Linked DNA regions of Mus musculus: all the other regions are linked to region 2. A link is a contact called in public Hi-C and HiChIP or PLAC-seq data. All regions are on one chromosome and are shown on one strand. Each heading gives the region's core, a stretch centred on a gene start, on an enhancer-like site or on the middle of the called end of the contact. The rest is flanking DNA. Distances are from core to core; before and after follow the strand shown. Region 1 overlaps Srgap3 (SLIT-ROBO Rho GTPase activating protein 3). Region 2 has its middle 26 kb from the start of Srgap3. Region 3 overlaps Srgap3 (SLIT-ROBO Rho GTPase activating protein 3). Region 4 overlaps Srgap3 (SLIT-ROBO Rho GTPase activating protein 3).

The links. Hi-C and Micro-C count contacts between places; a contact is called where the count stands out from the background. HiChIP or PLAC-seq counts read pairs in DNA pulled down with a chosen protein or histone mark.
Region 1: a contact with region 2 is called in an H3K4me3 HiChIP or PLAC-seq map of embryonic basal ganglia, with 2.3 times the contacts expected there. The contact joins two enhancer-like sites. A contact is called at or near these places in 1 of 484 Hi-C or Micro-C datasets (bone marrow-derived macrophages), 2 of 115 datasets of contacts at active chromatin or transcription factors (embryonic basal ganglia and memory CD8 T cells) and 1 of 9 other capture datasets (embryonic stem cells).
Region 3: a Hi-C map of cerebral cortex shows a contact between it and region 2, with 2.2 times the contacts expected there. The contact joins two enhancer-like sites. A contact is called at or near these places in 1 of 484 Hi-C or Micro-C datasets (cerebral cortex), 1 of 115 datasets of contacts at active chromatin or transcription factors (embryonic basal ganglia) and 5 of 9 other capture datasets (adipose tissue, embryonic stem cells, embryonic trunk and 2 more).
Region 4: a contact with region 2 is called in an H3K4me3 HiChIP or PLAC-seq map of embryonic basal ganglia, with 5 times the contacts expected there. The contact joins two enhancer-like sites. A contact is called at or near these places in 2 of 15 datasets of contacts at CTCF or cohesin (both in the NIH/3T3 cell line), 3 of 484 Hi-C or Micro-C datasets (bone marrow-derived macrophages, embryonic stem cells and nephron progenitors), 8 of 115 datasets of contacts at active chromatin or transcription factors (craniofacial prominence, double positive thymocytes, embryonic basal ganglia and 4 more) and 1 of 9 other capture datasets (embryonic stem cells).

Annotation. Positions count from the first base shown.
Region 1 is chr6:112,838,153-112,840,852 of GRCm38.p6, reverse strand. The region is part of intron 1 of Srgap3 (SLIT-ROBO Rho GTPase activating protein 3); the gene reads left to right. Among named protein-coding and RNA genes, the nearest start is that of Srgap3, 110 kb to the left of the region's middle. Within about 2 kb of position 1,377, at least 47 of the 459 cell types and tissues checked have an H3K27ac peak or open chromatin away from gene starts, as enhancers often do. A contact at or near this core is called in embryonic basal ganglia, where this site is marked.
Region 2 is chr6:112,971,694-112,974,393 of GRCm38.p6, reverse strand. No RefSeq gene overlaps it. Among named protein-coding and RNA genes, the nearest start is that of Srgap3, 26 kb to the right of the region's middle. Within about 2 kb of position 1,388, at least 114 of the 459 cell types and tissues checked have an H3K27ac peak or open chromatin away from gene starts, as enhancers often do. A contact at or near this core is called in cerebral cortex, embryonic basal ganglia and embryonic forebrain, where this site is marked.
Region 3 is chr6:112,821,800-112,824,619 of GRCm38.p6, reverse strand. All of the region lies in intron 2 of Srgap3 (SLIT-ROBO Rho GTPase activating protein 3), which reads left to right. Among named protein-coding and RNA genes, the nearest start is that of Gm26799, 120 kb to the right of the region's middle. Within about 2 kb of position 1,334, at least 29 of the 459 cell types and tissues checked have an H3K27ac peak or open chromatin away from gene starts, as enhancers often do. A contact at or near this core is called in cerebral cortex, where this site is marked.
Region 4 is chr6:112,727,604-112,730,560 of GRCm38.p6, reverse strand. It overlaps Srgap3 (SLIT-ROBO Rho GTPase activating protein 3), which reads left to right. Exons shown (of 22, transcript NM_080448.4): 20 at 763-912. Among named protein-coding and RNA genes, the nearest start is that of Gm26799, 29 kb to the right of the region's middle. Within about 2 kb of position 1,675, at least 127 of the 459 cell types and tissues checked have an H3K27ac peak or open chromatin away from gene starts, as enhancers often do. A contact at or near this core is called in embryonic basal ganglia and embryonic forebrain, where this site is marked.

The DNA of each region.
Region 1 (2,700 bases), core at 128-2,627, 130 kb after region 2:
TTCAAGGCCTGCCTGATTTGCACAGTGAGTTCTAGGACAAACAGAGCTACACAGTGAGACACTCTATCTTGAAACCCCCCTCCTACAAATGAAACCAACCAACCAACCAACCCATGAATTAAGTGAGTATAGGGCAAGTCTTTCTTAGAGAAATCACCTGATGACAGCTGTGAGGTCTGTGACCGATCAGAAGCCTCCAGGCTGGCCGTCCCCTCTCTGCTTCCCACACAAAGTGAGGCATCCTGAATCCGAGGCCACAGCTGGATGCTCTCAGTGTTAACGACATCTCATTTTTTTCTCATTTCAATGCATCTGATCCTTTAGGGACCACTGGGCATCAGAGTTCTGAATATTAATCTCCTGTTGAGATTGATCACAGCCACTTTAACTCAGGGACTTGGGCAGGAGGCGGCCTGGCTTCTCCCTGCCTGTCCTTTACATTTCATTGGATATCTGGAAGTCAGGAAAATCTGACAGGGACTGGCTATTATTTGGACACAGCACAGGTGTTAGGGGAAACGTTCTCTCCCACCTCGTCAGATTTTGATGGCGTCTCTTTTGCTGACTGTTCCTTGCTTGCAGGAACTGCAGAACTGGATCTCCCTGCTTGAATGGATGTAGGGAATGGGGATATCTTATTCCTTATCTCCACAGATTTATATGAAATGCTAATTCTTGAGTGTGGGGGACTATGAGGGCCATATCACTTTCTTTTACATGGGGCCGATCTTCATCATCAGTACAAAATAACCGTTATTATTTTATAATGCTAGCCCACAGAGCATGCCTCCTTTTGGGGTGGAGGTGAGAAGTGGAACAGTAGTGTGGACTATATTACTCAGTGCCTTCCCAGCTTATGTGTACCCCACTCCTCAGAAAGCTGCAAGTAGATGGGATTTGTTTCAACAAAGCCTCTGTAGTTTGTAGGCCTACATCATCTACTTCTCTAAAGGAATGGTGGAGGTAAGACCAGACTGATGGGTAGCATGTCTGACAGATATTTGGGAAGCATCTCTGGCACACGATATAAGACAGGCAGCCCAAAGATTCAAGTATCAGGTGAAGCTAGGCAAGCCACCTCATGCCTGTGCCTCTTTCTCCTCCTTGAAACGGAAAGCTGTCTCCCAAGGCTGTAGCATAGATTCATGGAAAACACTGAACTCCACAAATGCCTGCTTTTAATTCCCTCCAGTTTGCAAATGGGAAAACCACAGGCCAGAGATGAACTGGCTTGCTCGAGGTCACAGGACTTGACAGTGTCCAGGCCAAGCTCTGACTGAGTACAGCCAAGTTTAACGTCAGACTCAGCTTTGGCTACAGTAGCACCCAGTGGCCCATTTATTCCAGAGAGAGAAACAGCTTCATCTTGGAGCTGATTTCCTTCAAAGACTTAGGAGCCTGGCTAAACCCTTGCAGTACCTGGCAGAGCCTGTAAATTCCTTGCTCTTTTTCAGACCTCAGTTTTTTTCACCAATGAAATGGTGCAATAGCTATCTCTTCTTCTATGGTCAGAGTGGCAGTGCTGTTAACCTACCTGGCTTGGTAAAGACTAATGAAGGAAGATAGAGATCCTTGTTCAGAGGAAGGAGGGAGAGGAGATGATACAAAGTGCTAGGAACCAGCTAGCCCGGACAGGGACAGAGATTCTGAAGAGACCATCTCACAGAGAGGGTACTCTCCTGGTCTCTTGGGCTGCTCCCTGCTGCTCAAAGACAAAGCAGATGCATCTGGGCCTGGGCCCAGGTTGCCAGGGTAACTGCCTCAGCAGCTGCCTGGGACCTTGCAGCTGAGGCCCTTGGTTGCCAGGGAGGCCACAGAGCTGGAGGGAATGGTCAGGGGGCTGCCAAAGGAAAGCTGCATCTCTGTGTAAGGGAGGCTGGAGAAAGGGGTAGTCGTGGGATCATAGAACCCTCCTGTGGGGCTGTGGACAACTGACATGGAAGGGGACCCTGGGGAATAGCTTTGTGACCAGAGCCTTTGGTGCTCATTGTACACATGATGTTTCCTTCACTGCATCCCTACTATGTGCCAGATCCTGTGTGAAATGCTTTATGCACGTATCAACTCTTACCATTGACAGGCAGATTTAGAAGCCAGCCAGGCTGGCTGTCCCCAGAGCCTCTGAGCATCTCCCCTTTTTACTATGTCAGGACACAGTCCCCTCCTAAGTGTCTGGCATGTTATTTTTAATCTATTACTGGCAACAACTCTGCGGGACAGGTAGAGTTACTTGTCCTCTACAGTGACTGGACACCCATGATTTATAGTGTACCCCTGGTAAGGAAAAGTAATTTTCAGTGACATTGGCTAGATGAATTGACTGGCCACACCATTTTCTCTGGGGTTGGTAGGATACTTGGCTTTGGGCTGGGCAGTGAGGGTCTTCTTTAACCTGTTTTTCCAGGAGTTTTCAGAACCCACTATCTGCTCCTGTCAGAGCACATGTGCACACATGGGAGCCATAGGAGCCAGTATGTCCTGCCCTTTCTGGGCTTCTGTTTCTATTCAGGGAAATGGGTGTAATGAGTAAATTCTATTGAATCTTAAATGATTGCTCTCCTAGTGATGAAATAGTCTACACTGTGCTTGCCGCAAGGCACACATGAGTCTGAGAGCTCGGGAGACATGCGTGTGCTGGAGGAATGGACTGAATTTTAACAAAATTTAGGGCTAGGGGATGAGCCACCAGGTAAAGTGCTT
Region 2 (2,700 bases), core at 139-2,638:
TCATGTGACTATAACCAAGCATTCCTAATCTCTGTGGGTCTCAGTTTCCTAAGCTGAGAAACAAGCACGGTTAGGTCAACCATGGGCAAGGTCTCCAGCACATTCCTTTGTCCTGGGGCTCCCAGAGGCATGATCCCCAAGAGCGCTGTCAGGGTGCTTGGCCTTATGATTTTCCCAAGCTGTATCTGAGTGCCGAGCCCTCTAATCCTGAGGTTTGGACAGCTTTGAGGCTGGGGAATGACTAAGAAGAGGGTGAGGCGGCTGGCTCATTTTCTCTGGGAGGCACGCTAGAGCTCCAGTCGTGAATTCATCTTGCCACCCAGTGGAAGTGGAATCCTAAACACAAAGCTTCAAATGCTGGTAGATTTTCCCAATTCTGAAATTGCTTTCAGCCAATATTACCTTTGCTTTTGGAGCACAAGCCAGGCTATTGTGCTGGGAATAATCCTTGTCTTACTGGAGTGGCTTGTGTTGCCATAGTTACTATTTGGGTTCTGTGCACCTAAAATTTCAAGTATTTATCAGGTGAAAAGAATTTCCTGCTCTCTCTCTCTCTCTCTCTCTCTCTCTTCCCCTCCCTCCCTCCCTCCCTCCCTCCCTCTTCCTCTCCCTCCCCCCCCTCTCTCTGAGTGTGTGTGTGTGTGTGTGTGTGTGTGTGTGTGTGTGTGTGTGTGCATGCACACGTGCATTACACTCTGCCTTTGGAAAATCAGAGTGAGAAAAATAGATATTATATTCTATTCAATGGCTATTTTCAGTGGGGACTGTCATATAAAGACCCGCAGAGAAACAGTTAACTCTCCAGCAGCGAAAAAAAAAAAACGGGTTTGGCTATGGCCTTGAAAAATGGAGTTATCAGCACCCCGCTGAGGCCCCGCCATCACTGCGGATGATGGATGAAAACGCACGTTGTCACTGCCAGTTGTGCAGCTCAGGAAATTGCACGAGGCAGCTGGTTATTTATGATGGAGCTACACAGAGCTGGTCAGCAGGTTTCTCCATTGCTGCCACACTGTGCCCATGGTAACTTTCTTCACAGTGCTGAAGGGTGGGGCAGAAGTTTTCGAGGAGGTGGCTCTCAGAGGGTGTATGTGTGGCTTAATAGCACAGTAGCTTAGCAGCTACTGGAGGGAGCAAGCTTGGCCATTCAGCATGTGTGACTATCTAGATGGATAACCCACCCGAGACCCGTGTGTTTGTGCTGCCTGTTTGCCTGGCTGCTTCGCAGGCTCGGAGTTGACCCACGGTGGTGCCCAGAAATAGTCCCCTCTGCCTGGTCTCCACGAGCTAGACTGCTTTTTTTATGTGGCTGTCTCCTAGGAGTCCAAAGCTATGCCACATGGCTGGAAGCTGTGTTTACAAGCTTTTCATCTGTCTTTCTTAACTTGTGGTTGCTATGGTTTCCTCAGCCTGCTGGGCCTAGCCCTTGAAGAGGGACAAGCTGTCCACTCAACCGAAAGCCAGAGGCACCAGCTCCATCAGCACAGGCCTTTTGGATATGTTCTCAATGATATCAGACCACCTTTCCATCCCGAGTCCCAGACTTCTCTCCCTTAACAAGGCAGCCTTGGTCATGGCCCCAGGATGATTCCCTCCTGCTGTCTGTCGCTGTTCTGTCTCCAGCATGTTTGTCTCAGCTGGGGTGTTCATGTTGCTTCCCACTGCCCTGACTTCTCAGTGGCTTAGATTTGCTTTGCTGAAATCTATGCAACTCTCTCACCAGCTTTACCTCATTATATGCAGGATACATTCACACCCAGGGTGCCTCTTGAACCCACGGCTATCCTTTGCTGCTGGTTCAGCATTCATTTATTTATTTCGGGTAACAGCACCTTGTGTTTTCCAGGTTCACCTCCCCCAACACATCCGATACAGTTCGCAAGGGTCTGCCGGCCTCACTCCACCCCCAAGGGCTAGCCAGTTAGGATAGCTGTTCCCTCCAGCTTTTACGATGGCTCTGAGATGGACACATGAAGCTGGGGTCGCAAAAAAGTGACTCCTGGAGTGTTCGTTACCAAGTCTCTTGCTCTGTGGTTCTATAGTGGGGTCTGGTGGAATCCTGATACGCAGGAGGTAGGGAGGGCTGCTATCTACAGAAGACAACAGCACGGAGAAGACAGCTGGGAGCACAGCAGATCTGAGACTCCATGTGCGCTCTCACTAGAGTCCAGACTCCGGGTCTGAAGAAATTCTCTTAATGCAAATGACTGTTTGACAGGACCCTAGCCATCCCAGAAAGGTAAACATGGCTCATGCAGGCCTTGCCCTTCTCCCTTGTTCTCTCTGCCTTGCTAGAAACCATTAGATTACATTCCTAAAGCTAGCCCCCCAAGGTCTATTTTCTTATATGACCGATCCCTCTTTCTGAGGCAAACTACCAAGTTCCAGCAATCAAAAGCCACCTTTGATTCATCTAATTAGCATGCCCAATTAAAATTAAACACCTCATCCTAACACAGGGCTTCCCTCTTTACCTTTATAAGCTGTCATTTGCCTATGGATCACAGTCTGTCTCCCTTCTATCCAGTGGCAGTCCTTGTTCCTCCAGGCCGTCCTTTGTCCCCCTCCGGTACAAATGCTCCTCCCCCCTCCCTTGCCCCTTTTTGTTCCCTTCTCCTTCTCCCTCTTCCTCTATCTCCTGTCGCTGTCTCATATTCCTGCCTTCTGTTCCCCTGGGACAAATCTCCTTTGTGCCGAGAA
Region 3 (2,820 bases), core at 85-2,584, 150 kb after region 2:
GCCAGCTTCTATCAGCTCCAATGGCTATCACATTTACTTCATATTGTTCTTGTCTACCTCCCATCATCTCAGACATCTCTCTTACTTCCCTGCACCTCTGTCTTCACTGTGTCACACCCCTTCCACCTCCACCCTTCATCGTCTCCACTGTTCCTACCTTTCAACCACCATCTACTTTGCTGCACACCATCTATCTTCCACCTTCTCTTGGCCCGTCCATCCCCTCATCGCCTGTATCTCCTGCCATCTGTTTTCCAGCACATTCCACAACTTTGCACTACGTCTGGTTTCTGGCTTCCACCTTCCATCCTCCACCCCCATTATCTTCTTCTTCTCTAACATCCACTTCCCCTTGTTCATCATCCACTGCCTTCCACCTTCTGTATCCTCCACTTTCCACCTTTCATCACCACCACATTCTTTTCTCTTCCATGGCAGGTTTCTTGAGGCTCTTTATGATGGCTACAGCTCCTTCTTCTCTTCTTAGCTTTCCTTATGGTTCTCATGGCTCCTACACACATACCCTGGAAACACCATAATCATCAAACTATTTACCAGGTTGTGAGTTTGTGTGTGTGTGTGTGTGTGTGTGTGTGTATGTGCATATATTTCATCTATGTGCCAATAGCACTTTTTCTGTATTAAGGATGATGGGTAGCTTTAAGAAGTGATATTTATATAGGAGTTTAGTTCTGTCTCCATCCACTTAGGTAGGTAGAATAGGTAGGTGGACTTTAAGGATGATATAGGAACTTATACTTTGCAAATTCATCCATCAGCCTTTAGCTCATGCATCTGAGAATTCTGGTGGGACATGGAAAGTCAGGGCATGTGTCATAGTCTCCAAAGGACAGAAAAGGGGCTTGAAGGGCAGACACAGTGGGGTTCTCAGGACCCACAATTGAAGGGTGAAATAGCTGGCCAGAGAGCCTTCGGTTGGCCCTTCTTTTGCTTGGTTCTGTATATACCACATGTCATGTCCATTTTCTTGCTAGTTAAACCAAGGCACAGAGGTCCGTATGGGAGGAGAGTGAGGCTGCCCAGGTGTTTCCTAGTGGGATAGGGGTTTTCATTTCAGGACTCGACTGAAGATGGGGATCAGGTGCCTGAAGAGGGTGTCAGGTGTGGGGGTTTATGCTCTCCAGATCCCAAGATCCCAGGACACTGGGTTTAGATCCACATGCCTCCTGGGTTCTGCAGGCTTGGATCTGGGTTTTGTTTGCTAAGCGGAATTTTCCAGCCCCCAGCCGGGAAGCTGGCAGAGCTAGCTTGCTGCTAATTTCATTTTCCTAACTCACCAGCTTGGCAAGGCTTGGCCTCTCCAGCTTCAGTCTCTTGGAACCTCATTCCCACCTTTCTTAGCCAAAGAAAGCGAGCAAGCTGTGACTCACCAGAAATGCTCACTGCTAGTTTCTAGCCATAAAGAAGAAAATATATACATCTGCGGTAGTTCTGCCCTTATGTCCTAGCTCAGCAGCTTCTGCCTGCCGGGGAGAGGCTTCGAGGCAAGATGAGAAAAGCAAGAGAGTTAGTGTGCCTGAGATGAGGGGAGGCTGGCTCGCTTCGTTTTAATGTCTTCTAAAATGGAGACTGCAGCAAGGAACAGTAGCAGAGTGAGCTAGAGATCAGCCCTGGGTGCCATTTTGAAGAAAGAACGTGTGGTCCCAGGAAAAGGAGAGCGGACGCACAGGTTCCTGGTACTCCACCCTCATCTGTCACCTGCACTCTTCATATTGATTTCTGCAGTCCCCATAATGCGGATGGTGCATGGGATGAGGTAGCAGGCCCCCCAGGACCCAGCTGCCCTGCGGATCCTCCAGCCTCACTATCCACCACGTTCACCCCTATGAATCTTGCTTCCTCTACTTCGCTTATCTTTACTGAGTCCCTTAAATGTATGTGCCCAACTCCTTGCCCCCCAGGAAGGCCACTCGTCTAGTACTTTTCCTTTGCCACCTCTAATTCTTCTTAGAAGCCTACCTTACCTTTCTCCTCATAGACACTTCAGTGAACCTCGAAGTCAGGTCTCAAGACTCCTGCTCTGAGCCCCTATGGCACGGCATGCCCCTTCATTCTAGCACTTTCTGACCATCTAGTTCTACACTCAACCGGGACATGTCCAGTGACTGTCTTCCCTCAGCACACTGTCAACTGTGTGGAGAACACACACGCTCAAAGGCTCTCTTGAGCCTGGCCCTACAGATTGCCCATCATAAAGGCGTTGCGCAGATGAGCCACTGAATAACAACGAGAAAGCTCTTTTCTTGTGTTTAGTGACATGGTTTGAATAGCTAGGCCACAAGCATAGGTGACCTTTACATGGTAACATCCAGAGGAGGTAGGCATAGGAGAGGACTCCTCCCAGGGCCAGGTGTCTTTTTGTTTCCCCTTGGTGACTCTTATTGGTGGCCCACTTAGGTGGTGGTGAGGGTCTGGTATCCTTCTGCAGCATGACTAGCTCCAACTCTAATCCTGGCTGTGGACAGCTCACCTGGTGTAGTCATTGCTTTTGGTTGCTGTGATTAAGCCATGATTAAAAGAGACTCAGGGAAGAAAAGGTTCATTTTGTTGGCTTAGGGTTCCAGAGGGGAGTCCATAATGACTGAGGCTTCTTCACTAGCTAGGATTCACCTCCCCAGATAGCACCTAACCAGGGACCAAGGGTCCAGATAGAGGAACCTACCGAGGACATTTCTCATTCAAGCCACTGTGCCCAGCATTGAGTTGGCCTGAGCGGGGCCCCACACATTTGTGTAGCCAAAGGACAGGGAGGAGATGGGAAGGCAGAGCTAGCTGTTTCCCATGCTTGGTGGAACTTCA
Region 4 (2,957 bases), core at 426-2,925, 240 kb after region 2:
GTTCAAGAAATCAACACTTTGTTTGGGGTTCTCTCATTCCTTTCCAGCGTGGACAGGCTTAGCAGAGCTGGCCTGTCCTGGTAGTAGCTATGGAGCTAAGCTCCACAGGAAGGGAATCCTAAGCCTATATTGTGATGCAGGAGAGAAGGTTCTCAGCTTGTGCAAAGGCCAAGTGAATGAGAAAGGGGATGCTGTAATAGCAGGCCGACTGGCAGCCCTGGAGTCCACAGACCTCTGACAGCAAGGGCAAGTCACTGGAAGGAGAAGGCTATAGAGGGAAACTGGCAGGGCACCCCTAAAAGCATGGGCCACCTCACAAGAATCCTGTACCGCAGATAGGGAGATAAGGGACTGAAGTGGCCCTTCCTTGCTTGCTTGGCTCTGAACCACCTTGTATGGAGCCATAGGAAACTCAGCATACAGCACCCTATGCTGGGAGACTCAGCACTCAGTATCCCACACCCAGCTTGCAGACTCCAACCCCCATTTCTTCAACCTGTCTCCATCATTGAAAGGGTCTAAAAGAACAAGCTAGTAAAAGATAAAGAAACAGAGATATAGGGGTAGACTACAAGGGAGCCACCTGCTAGCAAGCCTGGCTATGCGAGCATTGTGGTGGGTGTGTGTGGAGGGAAGGTGTTCACCCTGGGCTGCTGGAATAGCCATAGGTGTGTGCAGACAGCTGTGAAGGAGTTCTGGGCATCCCGGTCCTTCCTCAAGAGCATGAGAACCACCTCCAACTCTTGTCTCTCTCCTCCCCAGGGACGATGCCTTCTCCGATAGCCTGAGCCAAAAGGCTGACAGCGAGGCCAGCAGTGGGCCACTGCTGGATGACAAGGCCTCTTCCAAGAATGACCTCCAGTCCCCCACAGAGCACATCTCTGATTACGGCTTTGGGGGGGTGATGGGCCGGTAGGAAACATGGGTTCATTTTTGTTTGTTTGTTTCACTAGTACCCATTTGCTTGTTTGTGTCTGAATTGGGAGAAGCAAGAGGGCAGGAAGGGGAGGAGAAGGCTGTTACAGCACCTTGATCCTACAAGCCACGACCCTGGGAACAGCTGGGTGGGCTGGCTGGAAGGACCCAAAGATTCTCGGGTGTGAGCCACCCAGCTTTGAGGGGGAGGGGAGGGGCATTGAAGAAGGTGGAGGAAGACATATGCTGGGCTCATAGAACTTTTTTATTTTAAATAATAATCATAGGCCAGCCTGACCACATAGTCAGACTGTCTTGAAAATTTAATATGATAGTAGTGAGAGAGAGACACAGAGAGACAGAGACACAGAGAGAGAGACAGAGCAATAAGACTGTCTTGAGTACTAAGAGAGGCAGACGCGCGCGCGCGCGCGCACGCGCGCACACACACACACACACACAGAGAGAGAGAGAGAGAGAGAGAGAGAGAGAGAGAGAGAGAGAGAGAGAAGTTGGCGAGTGCTTTTCTTCCTTTCTCCAGCAGCTCCCGGATCCTTCCAGCTTTCTGCTGGAGGTGATTTGTCATACAACATTTTTAAAGATCTAAAGCTCCCACAGTCCCCCATCCCTGAAACACACCACTTAAACAGAGAGCTCACACCTCCTTTTGTGCCAGTGAAAGTTGATACCCGACTCCGCCCACCTGTTTAGTGGGAGCAGATTTGCCAGTTTCTTCACAGAGGCTGGGCTGCATCACATGACCCTTCTGCCAGCAAGGCGCTGTGCAAGTCCTCCTGGGAACAGGAACAAGAGAGAAAGCTAACAGCCTGTCACTCTGCCTCACCCCCAACCCCGGGTTCTCTTGGAATGTCAAGTCTGTGTGCCCCACCCCCACCCCTGCTGCAGAAGGGTCATGTAATCAACCCAGTCTTTCCAGAGATTGGAAGCCACCTGTGTCAGCATACAATGGGAGCATACTCAAGAATTTATTTTAGTTGAGGTCCTGATGGCTCTTTTTAGAGCTAAGTCTATTCAGTTTGGCTTTGGACACTGCAGGATGATAGAGTCCACAGAGAAGTCAAAGACTGGGGTCCACCGATGAGAATGGCATGGTCCCCTGCTCCTAGGAGGGCCATATCATCTCCTGTCTCTCTCCCCTCTTGCCTCGCTCATCTTTCTTCTTTTCTTTCTCAAAAGCCTCTTCCTCCCCAACACCTATGCTTTGGTCCTATTGGGCCACCTCCAGGCTTGCTTAGCTTTGCTGGGGTCAGAGGGTTTGAATTGCCACCAGTCTCATGGAACTTGGTCCATTCCCAGCATCCCATTCTTCCCTCCCCTCATGAAGACCTCTGTATCTTAGGGGACTTCCATAGGACAGAGCCATCTTTAAGTTATTTTTAAACCCACTCAGATGTGGGCAGGTGAGAGATGATAGTTCATTGATGTAGCTGATTCACCGGATGGACTTGGGAGAATACAGGAAAGCTGTGGCAGACATGGGTCAAAGGCTTGTGCCCTCCCTTCATAAGCAGCTCATACCCTTTTATACCAGTAGAGCACTGGAGGTGGACAAGGTACCCATAGACCAGAAGCATAGTTTAAAATGATGTATTCACTCTTCAACGACTTGGTTTCCATTGGTGGGTGACAACAGTGAACAGGTGTTTTGTTCCTAGAGGTCCCCTCCTGTGCTTACTGTGGCCTTTTGGTACAGTCAAGCCTCAGTGTTTCAAACCAGCTAGAATCTGAAAGGCTTCAAACTATATATGACCAGAGCTGGCCACAGCATTTCCAGTTTGGAATCTTCCTGCCCCGATCTGACCTTAGAATCTACTGACCTTAGGGTCTGCAGTATTGCCATGGCCAGCCTGGCTCCCACTCTCCACATTCCTCCCTGGGTCAGGTTACTCCTCCCCTTTAGGGGAGGTGTCACAGGTCTGAGCCCGCCTTTTATTGCTAAAGTGTTCATTCTGGCTGAATGAGGCTTCACTGTGCTAGCTCCTCTAGATTCCTGTGTAGCTGTAGCATGGGGGTTGGCTGGT